Regions from separate parts of the Mus musculus genome. Here regions 1 and 2 are each linked to region 3. The links are chromatin contacts, called in public Hi-C maps. All regions are on one chromosome and are shown on one strand. The core of a region is the stretch at or near the end of the contact, and the rest is flanking DNA. Distances in the headings are between cores, read along the strand shown. Region 1 holds the start of Alad (aminolevulinate, delta-, dehydratase). Region 2 overlaps Astn2 (astrotactin 2). Region 3 holds the start of Tmem268 (transmembrane protein 268).

Region 1 (2,700 bases), core at 181-2,680, 1.0 Mb before region 3:
TTCTTAGAGACACTGCGGGGTAGCTTTTCTGAAAGACTGTAAAGGTCTCACCTCCCTTAGGAGGTAGCATCCCACAACCTGGGAGTGAGACTGCCACTGGGAGCAGCTGAGAGAAAGCTTCAGAGCCTGGGCTCCCAGGTTGTACCCCACAAAGAATTCCGGAGGCTGTGCTCTTGGCATAAATAGTAGTGAAGTGGTGCCAGCTCGAGCAGGCTCTGCCCTGGCTAGGGAGGAGACAAGTCAGGAGGGCCAGCTAGGTAGAAGGTTCAGAGCTGGGAAATCTGAAGCCCAAAGAGGCCCAGGAAAGGCATCTGTGGGCAGTTCTGAAAAGGTACTGCCCGGTGGCTCATTTGCATTTCCTGCACACTCTAGCTGCCACCTGCCACGGTGTTAGGAGGGGTTAAAGAAGAGACCTTAGACCTCATCTAGTGTGGGCGCTTAATCCCCCCTGCTGCCCGGGTCTAGACATTTCAAGCTAGGAGTTGCCTTTCCACAGACTGCTAAAATATTCTGGCTGAGAGCTTTTACATCAAACAACTGTAAAACTGAACTCGAGAAGGGCAGGTCTCATACAGCAGGTCAGCTATAAATATGGTCCAAACTTCTGGAGTCTAGCAGCCCTCAGTCCTCACCAGGACTTTTGGCATTAGAAGGACAGAGTTCACACGTTATAGTCCCAGTATGGAAGAGGCGACAGAGATTCCAGGTGAGAGTAGGGGAAGAAAGGTTTAACCTAGACCTGGCCACGGCTGGTAGCAGGGTGGTTAGTATGTGACTTTGGGATTTAAAAGGCATGGGGACAAATTCTTGTTTCAAGCTGCATGACTGCTTTTCTTCTCATGTGGTCTGGGTCTTAAGCGGATCTCAATGGATCGTTGTATGACTGAATGAGCAGAAGCAGGAGAGACCTAGCACAAGCGACCCTTATTGTTTTCCCCACTTCTCCAGCCTGCCAGACAGATCGCGCTCTGCAGAAACCGAGGCTACCCCTGAGGCCTCCGAGAAAGGGGGCGGGTGGAGCCCATCTTTGAGTCCCGAATCCCGGACGCAGCAAGACCTTGTAGCGGCAAGAATCCCGCCCACTCTAGTAGGTGCATAGGGACAGCGTCTCCGCTACAGCGTCAGAGCTTCGGGAACACAGCGCCATAGGGGTGCACCTCACCTTGTTCTGGGGTCCCGTCCCCCTTCAACCCGCCACTTCCCAGAGGCCGGCGCCTGCTCACGTACCAAGGACGCTGCTCGCCGCCGCTCCGAGCCGGGCTCTGGACACCGCGCTCTCCCGCTCTAAAAGCGCAAGCCCACGTGGGGGCGGGGCGGCTCACCCGGAAGCGGCTCCCGTACCGCCCGCCCCTCCGGGAATGCAGCTTACGCTCCCTTCGGGGCAGTCTCCGGATCACTGGTCAGCTCGCGCGGCCAGATCCACGCTGAGCGGGGCTGGAATCTTGGCCAATCCAGAGTTGCCCGAGAGCCCGCCCGTCTCCCCGCCCCCCAGCTCGGGTCTCACTTGAGGTGGGAAGGCCCGAGGGGGTCCACGTGGGCATTCGGAGCCTCTGGGAGGTGCCCTGGCTTGCAATCCGAACTCATCCCAGAGTTCACTTGACGGTCTATTCTCAGCCCGGAGCAAAAATTGACTGCGTTGCTCACTGGTAAAAGAACAATTGGATGTCAACGGCATTAAAACACCTCGGTAATGCCTAACACCGCGGGTAAATACGTTCAGCAGCAGACTGACTGTCTAGATTTATTTATTCTATGTAATTGATTATCCAGCCCCTATCTCATGGGTTGAGAGATATGAAAGACATTGGAAAAAAAAAAAAGCCGAGAAAACTAACCATCCAAGTATGCTAGGAGATCAGGTTTATCTACAATGGATACATTAAAATTTGGAGTATAAAAGGGAGTAAATTTGGTGGTGCATGCTTTTAATCTTAGCACTAGGTGACAAAAAACCAACCAACCAAACAAACAAACAAACAAACAAACCAAACCCAAAACAAACAAAACAGAAAACAAACAAACCAAAAAACAATTAAAAAAAGAAAAATTCTGACCAAAGGTCTGGGGAAGACTGGAGCGTGGGGTCTAGAGAGGTTTATGGGGCTTTGACAAAGACTTGAGAGTGGCAAGGGCCCTCTTTGTGGAGGGAGCCTTGGGGAATGCTCACTAGGGAGGAGGTGATAAAATTATTTTGGAGGTAAAAGTGGGCAGTTGTGTAATAATACTGTAAATGTTCTAGGTACCACCAGATCTTCATTTTAAAAATGTTTAAGATCTGTGAACTCATCTTGGTTTTCAATAATTCACTAGAAAAATTGAACTTAAAGTTGTAACAAGAGAAGCTGGGTGAAGGGTATGAGAGTGTTGTAGCTTGTCAGAAAACCCTCACCCACAAAGAGCACAGAGACCACCATCATTGCAAAAACTCATGAGGATTTTACTTATCCAGCATGTTGGGGACTCCCCTCTCAGCTGGCAGGCAGGAGGAGAGACCCAGAACAAAGAAGGAACACACTTTTTATACCTTTGTAAGGGTTGGATATAGGCACCAGGGTAGTTTGGCTTATTTTAATTGGTGTAGCCAATAATCTTTTTAGACATTGGTTGGTTTATGTAGGGTGACTCTTATTTTGTCTGTCCTTGTGTGTGTTTTAGTGAGGCGGGGCAGGAGGATTGTTAATTTTGTTTTTGACCGTTAAA
Region 2 (2,700 bases), core at 58-2,557, 2.0 Mb after region 3:
GAGTTGGCAAGAGATAAACCCAATGCCTGGTACCAATCTACTGGGGAGAGGCCCAGCAGACTCCCAGATGCCAGCACAAAAAGGGGCACTGACCAGCTCCAGATGTCGCTGCCTTTTTTGAGGCCGGGTGGGGGCAAGCAGAAAGGGCCTGCTGCCTTTTCAAGAGCCAAAAGAGTCAGCTGGCCTTCCAGCCCTGAATCAAATGAGCTGAAGCTAGGAATCCCATGAGGAAAGACAGAAGCTTCTATTTTTTTAAAGATTAAAAGAGAATCCATCAAGTGAGCAGCAGATGCCTGAAGAAAAATATGTGGTAGGACTATTAGCACACTGGGAAGTAGGAAAGGATAATGGCCAGTGAGCCTGGTGAGCCTGTTCCCTTCTATTCTCACTTCCTCCATCCTTACACCAAAGAAGGGGGGACTCCATGCTTACGGTGACCCTACTCCAAACTCTTGGGATTCTCAGCAGCTGATATACGCATGACAAAGAAATGACAATCCTGATGGGACTTAAAGATCAGAAGCCCCCATGGCTATCTGGTGGCTAGCTTCCATCCTGTTCAGCTATATAAATGTCTTGTATCTCCATTTGCCTCCAGGATTTGTCTCGATCACAGAAAACTATAACAGATATAACACTGGCTCTTGGACTTTAGAGAGGCACTAGTGAAGGAAAGAAACCTTCTAGGTCTCAACTGTGAGTCTACAACTGACTGCTGATGTGTATAATCTCTGCCCAAGTCCCTCTCCTCTGAGTCCGTAGGTCAGAGAGGGGGTTTGGAATTGTTAAGTTGGCTTGGGCTTCAGCGCCACTTCTTATTCCCCCACTCCACACATGTCTTCCCTGCCTGAGAGGCCGAAGCTCATGCCAATTTCTCTGATGAGGCCACGTGGGAGAACCAGACGTCTGTTTTTAATACTGATGACAGATTAGTGTGCGGGGAATTTAGCCACCCCACAAAACAAGCCTCATTCTGCTCAAAACAACTGGAACAGAAGACTACTTATGCTCAGTGTTTCTAAAGGAGTCCTGAGACCCCATAGCCAATGGTTTCTCTGAAGGAAACAAAGAGGTCACCCAACCTAAGGGAGTATGGATGGGATGCAGCAAAAAGCATGTGCATTTCAATAGCTCAGAGGAGTGTGGAGCACATGGCAGCCATAAAGATTATGTGTTTCCATGAGCACAAGGGAGTGAAATCAAGAAAGATATTAGTACGCACTTGTATCTGCATTGCACACACATGGCCTTCTGAATAAATAATCCCAGCAATGAACTTGGATGCTATCGAAATTTAAAGATCAAAGGTGAAAGTCTAGGATTTCCTATTCTGGAAGCCTCTGACCAACTGTTTCTCTTTCCAAAACAACTCTCTACTTTGTTTTCTTATTCATGTTTCTCTTCCCTCCCATCCCCCAATCCTGATTCCTCTCCCCACTCTAATCATGGAAATAAGAAAGAAACAATTAAGCTTACATAGTTCCTATGTCCCAAGAACTGTACCATAGTTGGTTCTAAAATAGCTTAGATGAGGAAACTGAGACCTAGAAAACATGGTGACACATACTAGCTATTTCAGGGAGAAGTAGATAAATTGGGAGAAGCAAAAGACAGCTTTTGCAAATTCCTATTCCTTCACTGGGCTTATGTTCTTCAGGATAAAATTCATGTAACTAAGCTAAAAGATTCAAATTTGAGCCAAATTCATTTTTTCAGAGGTATTATGGTTTCAATTTGAAGTGCAGTGCCAACAACTAAATTTTCTGTGTTAAGGACACAGTCCTCAGCTACTGGATCCAGATCTTGAGAGGTGAATAGATCCTGGGGTCTCTGAAACAATACCTGTATTGATTCAGTGATAGGTCATCATCGGTGTTATTAAAAGGTGGTGGAATCTAGGAGGTGAGAAGGCTTAGAGGAAGCAAGTCTCTAGAATTACGACTTTGAAAACTCGTGACCTCATTTCCTCCTCACCCCTCCCTCATGCTTTCTCCCTAACTCCCCTTTTGTGGGTAGCATGAAGTAAGCACATTCCTCTCTCACACTCTCCTCCTACCTCACCCGAGTCAGGCCCAAAGCTACAGAGCCAGCTGAGGACAAAATAAATCTTTCCTCCACACAAGTTTGTGTTTTGTTTTGTTTTTCATTCTTTCTTTTTTTCGGAGTATTTTGTCATATACGGTTATATTTTATATCCTATATTCTCATATTTTGTCATAGGAGCTTAACGACCATTCCAAGGTGAATAGAAATTATACTTAGACCCTCAAGGTTGACTGCAAGTCCCCTTACCTACTGGGCCAAATAATCTACTCCCTGGGGCTAGAGAGCTCAATCAATGGGAAAGGTGCTTGCTATACAGGCATGAGGCCCTGCCTTCTGGCATTAAGATTACCAGCAGTCATGGAACCACAATATGGAGATAGAAGAGTCCAAAGGCCTTGCTGGCCGAACAATCTGGCTGACATATTGAGTTTTAGCTTCTGTGAGAGACACTACCACAAAAAAATAAAATAAAATAGAGGAGTATTTGTAAATGGCACTATGATATTAGCCTTTGATTTCCATAAGAATAACTATACATCCTCACATACACACAAGAAATTTCTCACTAGCTTACCTGTCTCCTAAAACAGGATTCAAATTATTATTATCAGGAATTTGAACATATCCAGGAACCAACAGGGCAAAGGTCTTAGA
Region 3 (2,700 bases), core at 8-2,507:
ACAGCTTGTTGCTGTTTCCTTTTCAATAGCCGGGTCAGCATTTAGAAGTCTCAGCACCCTTGGGTCTTTTGTTCCCAGGCCTCTACATTACTGTTTAGCAAGTTGATCAAACTACATGGGAGGCTCCCACGAACTGTTTTCTACTGCCCAGGGCAAGGCTGGCACAGAGCAGGTACTCAGTGCTGATTTGCTCACAGATAAGTTCATTTTCAGTAGCCTGCCACCTTGATCCTCACTTGTCCCCGTGGGCACCTCCATGGGATATGCTAATTTGGGTTTTCAATTCATTCTCGCTGCCTGGAAACATCCTGCAGGCACATGTAAGTCCTGTGGTCTGGAAGTCCTCAAGAGTTGTTAAAAGGAAGAAATGTGTTTGTGTCTCTCTGTGTGTACAAGACCACTTGTAGAGACAAGGGCAGTGGCATGTACTGCCCTAGTCCTTCCTGTAAGCAAGGGTGGGAACCACCTGTGCATTCATCGATCCCCTGAAAAAGAAACCAGGCTGTTGGTGCAGCAACCAAGTGCCCACCGTCTTTGTTGAAAGACAATGTTTGGTGGCTAATAGGATATAAACACGTACTCCAAAGAAAAGTACATGTAGTTAGCCAGGTCTGCTGTTGTCAGAACAACCCACCAAGGTGAACCCAAGACTAGTGATTTACCTGGAAAAAGAAGCAGGCCATCACAGATCCTTTTAAATCTCAAGGAGCGGGGTGTGCAAGTGTGTGTTTGAACACCTCACACATTATTTCGTAAAGATCTCACACAATTTCACAGCACTGTCTCAACTAAAGATTTTTAAAGAAAACGCAGATACAAAGTGGAGACTACACCGACGCTTTCAATACTGAACACCGTTTTTCATTAAAAACAAGCCTGGAAGAAACTTCTGGTCCCGAGTGTGCCTCATGCATCGGATCCCATGACTTTGTCACTCGGGACAGGCCTCCCCGCCCCGCTCCTTCACTGCAGGGACGAGCTCAGATCTCATGCACGTGGCGGGCGCAGGGCCCCTACCGGCGCCCTGGGGGAGCGTGGCTGATGAAACGCTCCGGGCTCGGCCCGAGAGACGCTCCTGCCGTAGGGCGACTCGGCGGAGACCGGCTGGGGCGACGCGCCCCAAAAAGGGCGCGCGGGGACGGCGGGGGCGGCGGCGCCGGGACGCCGCGGCGTACAAGGGGCATGGAACCTCTGACCCTGAGCGGCCCGGGCGGCAGCGCGGCGGTGAGTGTGCGCGAGCCGTGCGCGTGCCCGCGCGTCCGCGCTCCCGCGCTCGGGGGTTGGGGCCGCGGGGCCTGCGTGCGCGTCCCTCCGCTCAGGCTCGGGTGACCTCTTCCCGCCCCACGCGTCAGGCGTGGGATCTGCAGGGCAGGGCGGGTGATTTCTGGGGTAAAGGAACCCCAAGGCCAGAGGGCAGAGATCGGGGAGCCTGCTGCCCAAGCCCGAGGCCAGGTACGGTGGGAGACGCCGGGCCGGGCCGCGCCGAGCCGGCTTTCTGTTTTGGCTCCCTCCGGGTTTGCTCCCTGACCTTGGATAGTCGGCTTTCTCTTCCGGGGCTTAATGTTCTCATCATTGAAATGGGGCGTTTGAACTCCTTGTCCAGCCAGGTTTTTCTGCCCTAAACTTTTGGGGGACTGCTGCTTCTCTGATGTGTTGGACTTGCATTGTAATTAATGAAGCTGAGTTAGAAGAAGGAAATCCATTTTTTTTTTTTCTTTCTTTCCTTTCAGGATATGTTAGGCGCTCAGATGTTGGTGAGGCTGGCAGGCACTGTGCAGAGATGAGACCTCTTGGGGGCTTGAGTCTGCACAGCCCGCAACTGGAAAATCTGGTTGCAATGTGGGTTCCCAGAGGAACTCGGTCGGCAGTCACTTGCTCCCTCTGTGCTTTGCTTACCATGGTGTGGGGCTCCCTTACTTGTGTGCTGAAGATTGGAGCAGAGCTGAGGAGGTGGTAAATGGTTAGCATTTGCCATTGGGGTCCTGCCTGACCCCTCATGGCCCTGTAGCCTCGGTACTTGGATGAGAATGTACACGGGGAGCCCTGGACCCATCCTGACCTCTGAGTCGAGTCCATTCAGTTCTGTGTGGCTCCTTTCAGTCTCCTCCTTGGCGAAGCAGCCCATTTAGGCAGCCCAGGGAGTCTGTCGTCCTCCACCTTTGCTGCCTAGTTTCCTCCTCCTCATCTCTCTGGCAGTTCTGAGTGTGTTTTCCCCAGTGGATGGTGATCCCTGCAGGGGAGGGCTGAGCAAACGCTCCATGTTCCACTCCTGGTTTTACAGTCCAGGGGCTGGCCCTAGAAGGTTCTCAGGGAATGTTTGTGGCATAGGTTGATGACAGCTACCTTCTCTCAGTAATCAACCTTTTCCCAAGTGTGGATCTCATGGACGTGGAACCCATAGGGCAATCCTAAGTGTCTGTCCTTGTCTCCTTTCCAGGAAATGGAGGCAGAGAGAAGTCTTGTTACCTTGCTCAAGGCTACCCAGGTGGGAAGTGGTTGGGCTGGGCAGGTTACTTTTAGCCAACACACACAAACTTGGGTGTGTGACTGGAGTCTGCTGATTGGGTCTCTGTGGGCAGCTGAGGGGGCTGATGTGGGTGCTGTGATTTCTGCCCCCGACACAATGCTTCATTGTGGCATTTTGCAACCAGTGGATCCTTCTGTGCAGCCCCGGGCTTGAGCAACTCCAGTCTGTGTCAG

What was found. Hi-C and Micro-C count contacts between places; a contact is called where the count stands out from the background.
Region 1: a Hi-C map of the G1E-ER4 cell line shows a contact between it and region 3, with 5 times the contacts expected there. The contact joins the promoter of Alad here to the promoter of Tmem268 in region 3. A contact is called at or near these places in 5 of 39 promoter capture datasets (the C10 cell line, the HPC-7 cell line, embryonic stem cells and 1 more), 5 of 484 Hi-C or Micro-C datasets (the G1E-ER4 cell line and regulatory T cells), 6 of 115 datasets of contacts at active chromatin or transcription factors (the SCID.adh cell line, embryonic stem cells, large pre-B cells and 3 more) and 1 of 9 other capture datasets (embryonic stem cells).
Region 2: a Hi-C map of liver shows a contact between it and region 3, with 3 times the contacts expected there. The contact joins the enhancer-like site here to the promoter of Tmem268 in region 3. A contact is called at or near these places in 2 of 39 promoter capture datasets (hippocampal neurons and liver) and 1 of 484 Hi-C or Micro-C datasets (liver).

What each region holds. Positions count from the first base shown.
Region 1 is chr4:62,518,633-62,521,332 of GRCm38.p6, forward strand. Alad (aminolevulinate, delta-, dehydratase) reads right to left here and starts at 1,431. Exons shown (of 12, transcript NM_008525.4): 1 at 1,228-1,431.
Region 2 is chr4:65,530,959-65,533,658 of GRCm38.p6, forward strand. The region is part of intron 19 of Astn2 (astrotactin 2); the gene reads right to left. Among named protein-coding and RNA genes, the nearest start is that of Trim32, 73 kb to the right of the region's middle. Within about 2 kb of position 1,308, at least 12 of the 459 cell types and tissues checked have an H3K27ac peak or open chromatin away from gene starts, as enhancers often do. A contact at or near this core is called in liver, where this site is marked.
Region 3 is chr4:63,557,506-63,560,205 of GRCm38.p6, forward strand. Tmem268 (transmembrane protein 268) reads left to right here and starts at 1,258. Exons shown (of 10, transcript NM_001356354.1): 1 at 1,258-1,452.